Linked DNA regions of Triticum aestivum: region 2 is linked to region 1. A link is a contact called in public Hi-C data. All regions are on one chromosome and are shown on one strand. The core of a region is the stretch at or near the end of the contact, and the rest is flanking DNA. Distances in the headings are between cores, read along the strand shown. Region 1 holds the start of LOC123045226 (probable aldo-keto reductase 2). Region 2 holds the start of LOC123045230 (prolyl 4-hydroxylase 1).

Evidence for each region. Hi-C and Micro-C count contacts between places; a contact is called where the count stands out from the background.
Region 2: a Hi-C map of leaf shows a contact between it and region 1, with 4 times the contacts expected there. The contact joins the promoter of LOC123045230 here to the promoter of LOC123045226 in region 1. A contact is called at or near these places in 2 of 5 Hi-C or Micro-C datasets (both in leaf).

The regions. Positions count from the first base shown.
Region 1 is chr2B:414,770,786-414,776,076 of IWGSC CS RefSeq v2.1, reverse strand. It overlaps LOC123045226 (probable aldo-keto reductase 2), which reads right to left and starts at 1,997. Exons shown (of 5, transcript XM_044468189.1): 1 at 1,622-1,997; 2 at 1,335-1,535. The coding sequence starts at 1,849.
Region 2 is chr2B:415,116,351-415,121,641 of IWGSC CS RefSeq v2.1, reverse strand. It overlaps LOC123045230 (prolyl 4-hydroxylase 1), which reads right to left and starts at 2,697. Exons shown (of 11, transcript XM_044468191.1): 1 at 2,424-2,697; 2 at 1,485-1,532; 3 at 971-1,039; 4 at 27-92. The coding sequence starts at 1,496.

The DNA of each region.
Region 1 (5,291 bases), core at 748-3,247:
ACTGCGTACCTCCTCCTGTATGTCGACGACATCATCCTGACTGCATCCTCGCCAGCACTTCTTCAACAGATCACAGCTTGCCTCGGCACCGAGTTCGCCCTCAAGGACTTGGGGGCTCTCCACTACTTCCTCGGCATCGAGGTCGTGCGCCGGGCCACTGGCTCCTTCCTGCACCAGCAGAAGTACGCCTACGAGCTTGTGGAGCGAGCGGGCATGCTTAACTGCAAGCCTGCTCCCACGCCTGTCGACACGAAGGCTAAGGTGTCCGCCATCGAGGGTTCTCCGGCGTCCGACGCTCCCTTCTACCGCTCCATCGTCGATGCGCTTCAGTACCTCACGCTGACGCGTCCGGACATTCAGTACGCTGTCCAGCAGATGTGCCTTCATATGCATGCTCCTCGTGACACCCATTGGGCTCTGGTGAAACGTATTCTTTGGTACATACATGGCACCACAGCTATGGGTCTCACCCTGACGACATCACCTGACACCAGCCTTGTCGCCTACTCCGACGCCGACTGGGTTGGGTGTCCCGACACTCGACGCTCCACTTCTGGCTACTGTGTCTACCTCGGGCCCTCTCTGATTTCGTGGTCGTCTAAACGACAACCCACGGTCTCACGATCGAGCGTCGAGGCTGAGTACCAGGTTGTGGCCAACGCCGTCGCTGAGTGCTCTTGGCTACGACAGCTATTTCAGGAGTTGCTATGTGAGGTTACCAAGGCCACGCTTGTCTACTGTGACAACGTCTCCGCGGTGTACCTTGCTGCCAACCCTGTCCATCACCGACGGACGAAGCATATTGAGCTCGACATCCACTTCGTCAGGGAGCACGTCGCACTTGGTCGTGTTCGCGTTCTACATGTGCCCACCGATCAGCAGTTCGCCGATGTTATGACGAAGGGACTACCCACCTCGACATTCGAGGGCTTTCGGTCCAGTCTCTGCGTCACCGGCGACGCTTCGACCGCGGGGGATGTTGAACATGTGTACATGTACGTAGGTCTGGGTTTCATATGCAGTACCTGTAGTGTTTGTCTCCCTCTGTACGTGTGTCTTAGGAGACAGGACACCGGTCGCACCCATTATACCTATATATATATATATGCCTAGTGCACGATCAATCAATTATCGATGCACCAAATCATTCTCCACACGGTGAACCAGCCTCCACGGCTCCACCAACCCACTCTCTGTTCTAAGAAATTTGAGTTCTCTCACCAGCAGTTCCCACTATCCACTTGTATGTACGTATCCATAACTATAACCACAACAAATATAAAAATCACTCCAAAAAAAAAACCAAAAAAAATAGTCGGGGACATGAGACTCACCGTGACCTCGATAGGCACCCTGGTGTCGACGCGGTGCTGGTAGTAAAGGTCAATGCAGCTGACGCCGAGCCGCTTGAGGCTGCCCTCGCACGCCGCCCGCACGTAGGCCGGATCCCCGCGAACCTCCCGCTTGCCGTCCGCGAACGAGATGCCGAACTTGGTGGCCAGCTCTACCCTCTCCCTCACGCCCCCTAGCAGCGCCTGTCACGAGCAGAGCATTACATCGAGCGCCTTTAGAGCGCGTTCATAAATCAAAGATCTGAGCATGATTGCAGCATATAACCGACCTTGCTGAGGAGGATCTCGTTGGTGTGCGGCCCGTAGATGTCGGAGGAGTCGAGAAGGGTGACGCCGGCGGCGACGGCGTGGTGGATGAGCGCGACCATGTCGGGCTCGGGCTTGGGCGGGCCGTAGAAGGCGGACATACCCATGCAGCCGAGGCCCTGCGCCGAGACCTCCATCCCCTGAGAGCCCAGCTTCACGCGCGGCACCACCGTGACAGGAGCGGCCGCCATGATCGTAAGGTAGTGCTCCCCGCTGGTCTTGGGTGTTGCCGGATAGTTTTGGTCTGGCTCTGACGTAAATGGGAGCAGCTAGGCGTTCTCTAAGTTTTCTATTGTTTTGTGCGAGTGTCTGAGATGTTCTGACTTCTGAGGTTGGTGGAATGGCGGCATCAGTGTCGGGACAAGCAAAGAAGGCAGTTTTCACCTCCAGTTGACTGTCTCATCCGTTTACCGTGCAAACTAGCACGTTCCTTTTTTTTCTTCAGATTTGTGTAGACACGAGTGGGACAAATTTAAAATAAGTAACTTGAGACAAAGGTGATATTAAACATCATCTATCATTAAAAACACACTTTTACGGAAGTAAAAAATACTCCCTCTGTCCTGTAATATAAAAGTGTTTAGTCTGTAGGGTGTTGAAGTCTTTAGCCCCGTCTCAGCAAAGCAAACTTGTTAAAACTCACAAACTTGTACAAGCAATAGTCAATTTGTCAATATAGACCAAAAGAGGCTAGTGGTCATGATCTACGTATCAGACTGCTGTCTCGGATACTAGCACTGGAGAGGGCATGTAGAACGCCTATGTCAGCGATGCACGAGCACAGGATACTGAAGATCGTCACCAGGCGGCAACAGGTTCAGATACTGTTCATGATCCGGCAAGCGAGGAAGAAATGGCAAGGAACCAGGCTTCGAGCGGGCCCGCGGCGCGGCCCACTCGAACCAAGAAGAAGCCCAGGTGGAATGATGGCCCAGAATGGGCTCGATAGTTAAATACCACTGTGTAACGTTCGAATTGACTTGGCTTGGACTTGGACGGCGGCTGCGGCCGATTGTAATCGAATTGTAGCTGTGAGGGAGGTTGGAAGGAAACACATGCTACCGAATTCCCCATTTCGCCATGAACCCTAGCTCCTAGCTGTAGATCGATCGAGGCCCTTAGACTTGGTATCAGATTCGGCGGTCCTGGCGCTTCCTCAACACCATCACGAGACGCGGTGGCGAGATCGGCGGCGAGCGGCGGCGATGGAGAACAGGAGAAGTTGTCGGAGGATGGGCGCGGCGTCTACGAGCTCCTCCGGGCGGATCTCGCGGTCGACCTCGACAAGCGCTTCCGAGAACAAGGTGCGGATCTCCTCAAGGCCATGGAGAAGCTGATCTCGACGAATACTTCGACCCTCGACGGCTTGCTCTCCTCGCGGGTGGACGGGGTCCGCGACGAGCTGTTGATGGAGCTGGAGCAGATCCGCGGCGACCAGGTGAAGCGGAGTCCTGCGCGACCTGAAGATCCGTCCCCGTCGCGTGTGGCTAGGAATGGTCGCGGCGGAACCCCGACTGATTCCCTCGGCTTCGACCACGTTCACCGGGGGAAGGCGCATAATACTTATGTCCCTCCTCCGGTCAGAGGTGCACGCGAGTCCAATTTTCCGTTCCATCCTCCGTTGGGCCGCGAGTCGAATTCCTTTGATGCTGCTGATTCGTTTGCGTTTGGTGCTCGCCTGGAATTGCCGAGATTTGATGGAGCCAATCCGCGTCTGTGGCAAACGTGTTGCGAAGATTAGTTTCGGATGTGGTGTACCCCGACTCACCGGTGGATTTCTCTGGCCACGGCTCAATTTGAGGGTGCTGCTGCTCATTGGTTGGAGTCGATGCAACATCGTCAACCGCAGGCAAGTTGGTCTGAATTTTGTTGAGTCTGCAGAACCGCTTCAGGCGTAATCAACATCAAACACTCCTACGTCAGTTGTTCAGGATAGCTCAGACTTCTTCTGTAGCTGATTATGTGGAATGTTTCGCTGATTTATATGACCAACTGTCTGCGTATAAAGAGGCCCCCAATTCGCTGCATTACACTACCAGGTTCATGGATGGACTCAAACCTGGTGTTCAGGTTGCTGTAGCTCTGCAGAAACCACGAGATCTGGATTCAGCGTTTGATCTAGCTTTGTTACATGAGGAGTTGGGTGAGGGCATTACTCCTATTAATCATGTCTCTCCTGCTAGATCGGGGCCTATGCCATTTCCACTGCCACCTTATAAACATCGCAGCTCTGACGACAAACATAGCTTGGAAGTTCAAAAACCAGTTCAGACTGAAGATAAATGGTCTGCACTGAGAAAATTTTCGTAAGTCTAAAGGTATTTGTTTTGTTTGTGGTGAGAAATGGTCTAAAGATCATGTATGCAAGTCATCAGTCCAGTTGCACATAGTGCAGGAGCTTATAGATCATATTCAGTCAGAGAAAACAAGGTCATCTGCTGGCAGTGATCAGGATCAAGATAGAATGTATGTCTGTAGCATGCAATTGTTTGCTGCTGCTGTAGGGAAGCAATCTAATGCACCGACACTGCAAGTTTTGGTTGAGATACAAGGCATGGAACTAATTTTCCTAGTGGATTCAGGCAGTACACACTCTTTCATTGACAGTAACTTACAACATAGATTAACTAATGTTCAGTCACAACCTCGTGTGTCAGTGGTTGTAGCTGGTGGAGGCACATTGCAGTGTGATTCTGTATTGAAATCCTGTTCATGGAGCTGTGGTCAAGCAAAATTTGCCACTACCTTCAGGTTGTTGCCCTTGGCCAGTTATGATGGGATTATTGGTTTGGATTGGCTTGCCCAGCATAGTCCTATGCAAGTGGATTGGGTGCAGAAGTGGATGTCCTTTTCCTATCAGGGTATAGTGGTTACTTTGCAAGGATTGTTGCCTGAGGATGTTGTTACAGTGTTCTCTATTTCATTAATCAGACCTACAGAAGAGAAAGTGAAACATCCGGAATTGCAAGTGTTGTTGGATAAACATGTTGTAGTATTTGAAACTCCTACCACGTTACCACCCAGAAGGCTCAAAGACCATACTATTCCACTAATCCCCGAAGCAAGACCAGTGTCTGTGAGGCCTTACAGGATTGCTCCCCATTTAAAAGATGAGTTGGAGAAGCAAATAAAAGAACGGGTGGCCACAGGAATGATCAGACATAGAAACAGTGAGTTTTCCTCTCGTGTGTTGCTTGTCAAGAAAAAAGAGGAGGGCACTTGGAGGATTGTGATTGATTATAGACACCTTAATGCTATTACATTGAAAAGCAAGTATCCAGTTCATGTTATAGATGAACTTTTGGATGAATTAGCAGGAGCTTGTTGGTTTTCCAAACTGGGTCTAAAAGTTGGCTATTATCAAATTAGATTAGCACCAGGAGAAGAATACAAAACAGCTTTTCAAACTCATAATGGACATTATGAATTCAATGTGATGGGCATGGGGCTGTCAGGAGCACCAGGAACATTTCAAGGAACAATGAATTATGATCTTTCCCCTGTTTTGAGAAAATGTGCATTAGTATTCTTTGATGATATTTTGGTCTTCAGTAAGACCTTGAGGGGGCATTGGGAGCATCTGGATGAGGTGTAATCTATTTTGCGTAGAGAACAGTGGAAGGTGAAGATGTC
Region 2 (5,291 bases), core at 1,448-3,947, 340 kb before region 1:
CATGACAACCAGAGAAAGGAACAAACCTCTGAACTAAGAAAGTTGTGGAAAACAATTATTCGGGGTTTCCAGCTGATAACTTCAGGCTTCACCTACATATTATAAACAGAAATATTTGCTTAGCAAGAGAAAGAGAAGATGTGCTCTGGACTTCACATTTTGAGTATGAATTGAATGATTGCCAAAGAGGACAGTACAACGTAAAACCCATCACACATCATTGACCATATCAAGTGGAGATAGAAGTTTACAACCTTACAAGGAAGCACAACATCAATATTTCAGAAGATTCTAACCCTAGTCGAGAGCCAGGTGTTACAGGGTCCCAATTCCTACACCCCAAGCTATATGCTATTTATCCAAATATAAAATTACCATACACCAAGAGTGTCCATACAAGAAAGTTCTTCCAAAATTAATACCCAAGAGAGTTCAGTTTACAGTAAAACAAGTGCATATCCGATTTCACAACTTAGCAGTGTTATCCAATCATTTGCACCTGATCAAAATCTAGATAAATCCCAAAAAGATTCATGAATGGTATTGAGAAATTAGAACTTTATACTAAGGCATTTTTGTGCGACGGAAAAACACTTCAAGCAAAGCAAATCATGTTGCAATAACCAGAAGAAAGAATTTACTTATGCTTCAAGACCCAAATGATGAATCAAACATCACAGCAACTTCTCAATAAATCCCGATGCAGAAAACTTATTAGAAAAAAAATCAAATCTAGTCACTTAGATAAAATAGAAAAAGAAACATATTCATATTGACAATGTGGAGTTCGCAAATTTATTTGATATTTCTGGGGCGACATGATAGTTCACTGATGATGTCATTGAATATAATAATAGACGAATGGAGCTCAGCTATGGTAGTTTGCAAGAATAAAAGCCAAAATAAAAGTCTACGTACAAAATTACAGAGAAGGCATACAGCCAAAGCCATAAACAATGGCAGAACTTACGTATCCAAGTCGAAGATCTGCTGCCTCTTGATCATTATCAAAATGCCCCGTATCTGCCATGCACAGCACCTAATGTTTGGTTAGACACACAAATACTCACCGAGAAGTACAGCCTATGCCTTTACTCGAGGGCTATATGAAACGAGATTTACTCAGAGACAACATTATGCCAGAACTAATGAATACCAGTGTTTAACAGGTTCTGGTTCCACATTTAAATTTTTAAGGAAAAGGTATTTAAGAATGCAAAAATGACTGATCAAGACAAAATAGAATGCTACAGAAAATATATTTTTTTTTCCGGAAAGGAAGGTTAAACCTCGCAGCCTCTGTATCCACCGATGCACACAGCAATAACATATTTAAGTTGATGCAAGGCAACATGGCCAAAGTCATCAACAGCAGAGTACATAAGATGGACAAGAATGGCAGGCTGTTCTTATAAAGGAACCAGGTAAAAGGAAAAAAAACAGATTTATACTGTTAAATGCAACTTCTAAGAGGATAGACATACGGGAGTGATCATCAAGCCGGCGGAAAAATGCTAGCTGAAGCAGGGAACCTGCATTTGCGGAAAAAAAATTCAAAGATGAAACCAATATACAGTTTTTGAAGCAACACATCTAATAAATAAAAGTGTGAATCAAAGAGCCAGCATTTGTGGAGAAAAGAACAAAATGAAACTAAGATATGACCACTGAAGCAACAAGTGCAATCTTTATTTAATCTGAGAAAATCAAAGGGCATATTCAATCATTACATTATCAGACTATATACATGTAGTTCCAGACCCGGATCTGGAGAATAATCTGAGATACTATCAGAAAAGTGGCTGGGTCACACTGAGCCAAATTGGACACCCCGAAGATTTGGACATCATACCACGTGGTTATTGTCTTCTTAACAATATCTCTGAAGAAAGAGAGCTAAAATATTGCTAATGCCAAAACCAACCAAACTCGTCGGTAGCAATATCTGACATCAGAGTGATGGGCATGTACGTGGAAGCAACAGGCACGAATGTAACTCCGGCCTCACAGATGCCAGGATGCTCCATGCTTCCGCAGCAAGTTCAGTTCCCTCCAAGTGATCTTGGAGCAGTAAAATCGACTCCGATCCGGAAGGTGCGGCCCCAATGCAGCCACCGACGCTATCCATTTTCTGGCAATCTCCCGACGGTTATCACCATTAGAGCCACAAGGCGTAAACTTTAGCGTCGGCCAGCAGCCTAGCAGCATGCAGTCAGCACGCCCCATTCAACAACCGAAACGCCTCATCGGGACATTTCACGTCATCAGCCAAACCATCAGCGCGAAATCTCCAAGCGTCGAGATTCCAGGTCGGCACGAGAAAGGGAACACGGCAGTAGCATATGGCCCGACCCAGATCAAGGCACGGCGAGGCGAGAGGGGAAGCTGAGCAAGGGGGCAAGCGGGGAGGGGAGAGCGCGCACCCAGGACCATGCCGAGGGCGACGAAGGTGAGCAGCGGCAGGAGGCGGCGCGCCCGAGACCGCGCGGCCATCCCCGATCTGTCGCAGGAGGCGAAGGGGGGAAAGCAAATCTAAATCGCCCGGCCGCCTGCGCCGATGGTGCTGGGTCTTTTTTTTTGCCGACTGAGGAATTCCGGCGGATTGGGTGGGTTTTGAGGCAGCTAGTGGGCCGGCGCGACGACCGCGTCGGAATTGGTCAACCATCCACTGCTCGGCTCGGGCAGATGTTCTGTCAAAAAGTCAAAAGCCGGCCAACCCTGTGACTCCACGTGCTCTACGTCGGACACGTTGCCGTCTCTGCTACTGTGCTGTTTCTTTTAACAGCCGGCACAGCACGACATGGCGAGGGCGGCGGTGGAGATCTTCTCTTCTGCCGGAACAGCGCGCAAGTCGACGCCCCGATGGACGACGGAGACGCTGTGATGCACCTGCGGCCGACCAAGGGTTGCATCAGCTCGGCGACGGCGTTTTGGTGGAGGGGCCGTGGCTGTTGGAGCAATGCTTCACCATGTATTAATTGGTGCATAGCACACGTATATGTGGAGTCATGGACGGATTTGGGCCCAGGCAGCCCAGGCCATTGCTCTGGGGCGTGGAAAAAATCGTAGGCCTATATTTAGAAGAAAAAAACTTTGGCCTGGGGCGCAGCCCAGGTCCAAGCCCAGGCAGCCCAGGCGAACAGGCCCAGCCGGCAGGCCGCCCCAGGCCAACTCACCCGCACAGCCGCACGAACTCGACAGCGAGACGCTCTCCCGCAAGGCCGCAACCCTAAGCCGTCGCCCGTCGCCGCTCGCCGTCGCGGTGTCGCCAGTCAGCTTCTTGCCTCCGTCCGCCCGGATCCCCCCCTTCCAGCGCCCCCCGTTTCAGCGCCCGCCCCCCTCCCCCACCCGATTGTGTCGCTGCCGCTGCGACGCTGCGGGCCTGCGAGAGTGCGGGTTGCTGCCTTGGTCGCCGTGTCCGGCGTCCGGCGAGGCGGCGAGGGCGCGAGGCAGCGAACCCGGATAGGACGCGACCGCGCGAGGATTCAGCCTGCAGGCTGCCCGGCCCGGCGTCCAGCGAGGTTGATGCCCTGTTTTGATGGCTTGATGCCCTGTTTTTGTTTATAGATGCCATTGTCTTGTCAGTACTCGATTGGATGATGATGATGATTTTAGTTGCTAGATGCCACTGTTTCTCTGTTTGTTAGATGTGTCATGTAGAAACCAATTTTGACATTGAGAAATTTTTGTTTCTCTAAAATTTTACAGGAGCTCAAGATGAGCAAAAGAAACAAGACATTGAATTATTTTTTCAAGTTTGAACCACCGAAGCCGCAGAAACCGGTCCTTCAGCTCAAACAACTGATGTTGGATCCATGGCTGCCCCTAATGTTAGAGCTGAACTCAAACCAGGTGATGTTGAATCTGACCCCGGTAAGAGAATACCAATTGAGGAGTTAGATCCAGACATTAGAGATCTTGCTAGAAGGGAGTACATTAGTATGGGTCCTTGCCAACCAACTAATCATACATATGAAAAGATAAATGGTAGGAGCTTTCATGACTATTGGTTCAATGATCATCGCGGCTGGTTGGAATATAGCATTGAAAAAAATCAGCCTTTTGCTTTTATTGTTTTCTGTTTAAGCAACCAAGAGCTGAAAACTATGGTATTGAAGCATTCACGAGAAATGGATTCAAATCTTGGAAGGATGGACCTAAAGTTTTTAATCAACATGTTGGCAAGCATGATAGTGCTCATAACAAATCTAGGCAACATTATGAGGATTTCAAAAATCAAAGACAAGATCTGCCACATGTCTTTGATAGGGGTTCTCAGAAGCAAGAAGAAGAATACAAAGCCCGTCTCTTGATTATATTGGGTATTGTCAATTTTTTGATACTACAAGCTCTTGCTTTTCGTGGTCATGATGAGCCTACTAGCTCAATGAATAAGGGTAACTTTAAAGAATTGTTGGACTTGTTCATAAAGAAAGACCCAAAGGTGGCAAAATTATTTGGGGATGCGGGAGATAACCATAAGCTGACATCACATAAGATACAAAAGGATTTATACAAGGCTTGTGCAAAAGAGACCACCAATGCCATTCTTGAGGAGATTGGAGATAGTAAATTTGCATTACTCGTTGATGAGTCCAGAGATGCATCTATGAAGGAGCAAATGGCTATGTGTTTGAGGTCAGTACATTTGCTTGTGTGTGTGTTATTGTAGCCTTATAGGTGTATTTTCTTAAAGTTCTTATATATTAATTATGCTCCTTTGTCTTATGTAGGTATCTCGGCAAACGAGGGGAGGTGATTGAGAGATTCATGGCAGTTAAGCATGTTCCTGACACTAAAGCAACTTCACTGAAGGTAGCTCTGGATGGTATGTTTGGTAATCTTGGCTTATCTATGTCTAATTTGAGAGGGCAGGGTTATGATGGGGCTTCAAACATGAGAGGGGAATTTCGTGGGTTGCAAAGATTGATCTTGGCGGAAAATCCTTATGCTCATTATATACATTGTTTTGCCCACCAATTACAATTAGTGGTTGTTGCTGTTGCCAAGTGTTGTTCATCAGTAAGGGATTTTTTTGAGTGCACAAGCATGGTTGTTAACATTGTTAATGCTTCTTGTAAAAGACATGATTAGTTAGCCCAAGAGCAACATGATGAAATAGTACGCCAAATAGAGTCCGGGGAACTTCTTGAGGGAAAAGGGAAAAACCAATTAACTAACCTTGCAAGACCTGGTGATACACGGTGGGGATCACATCATAAAACATTGTGTCGTCTTGTTGAGATGTGGAAACCAGTTCTAAAGGTCTTGGGGTGGGCAATTGGTAACTT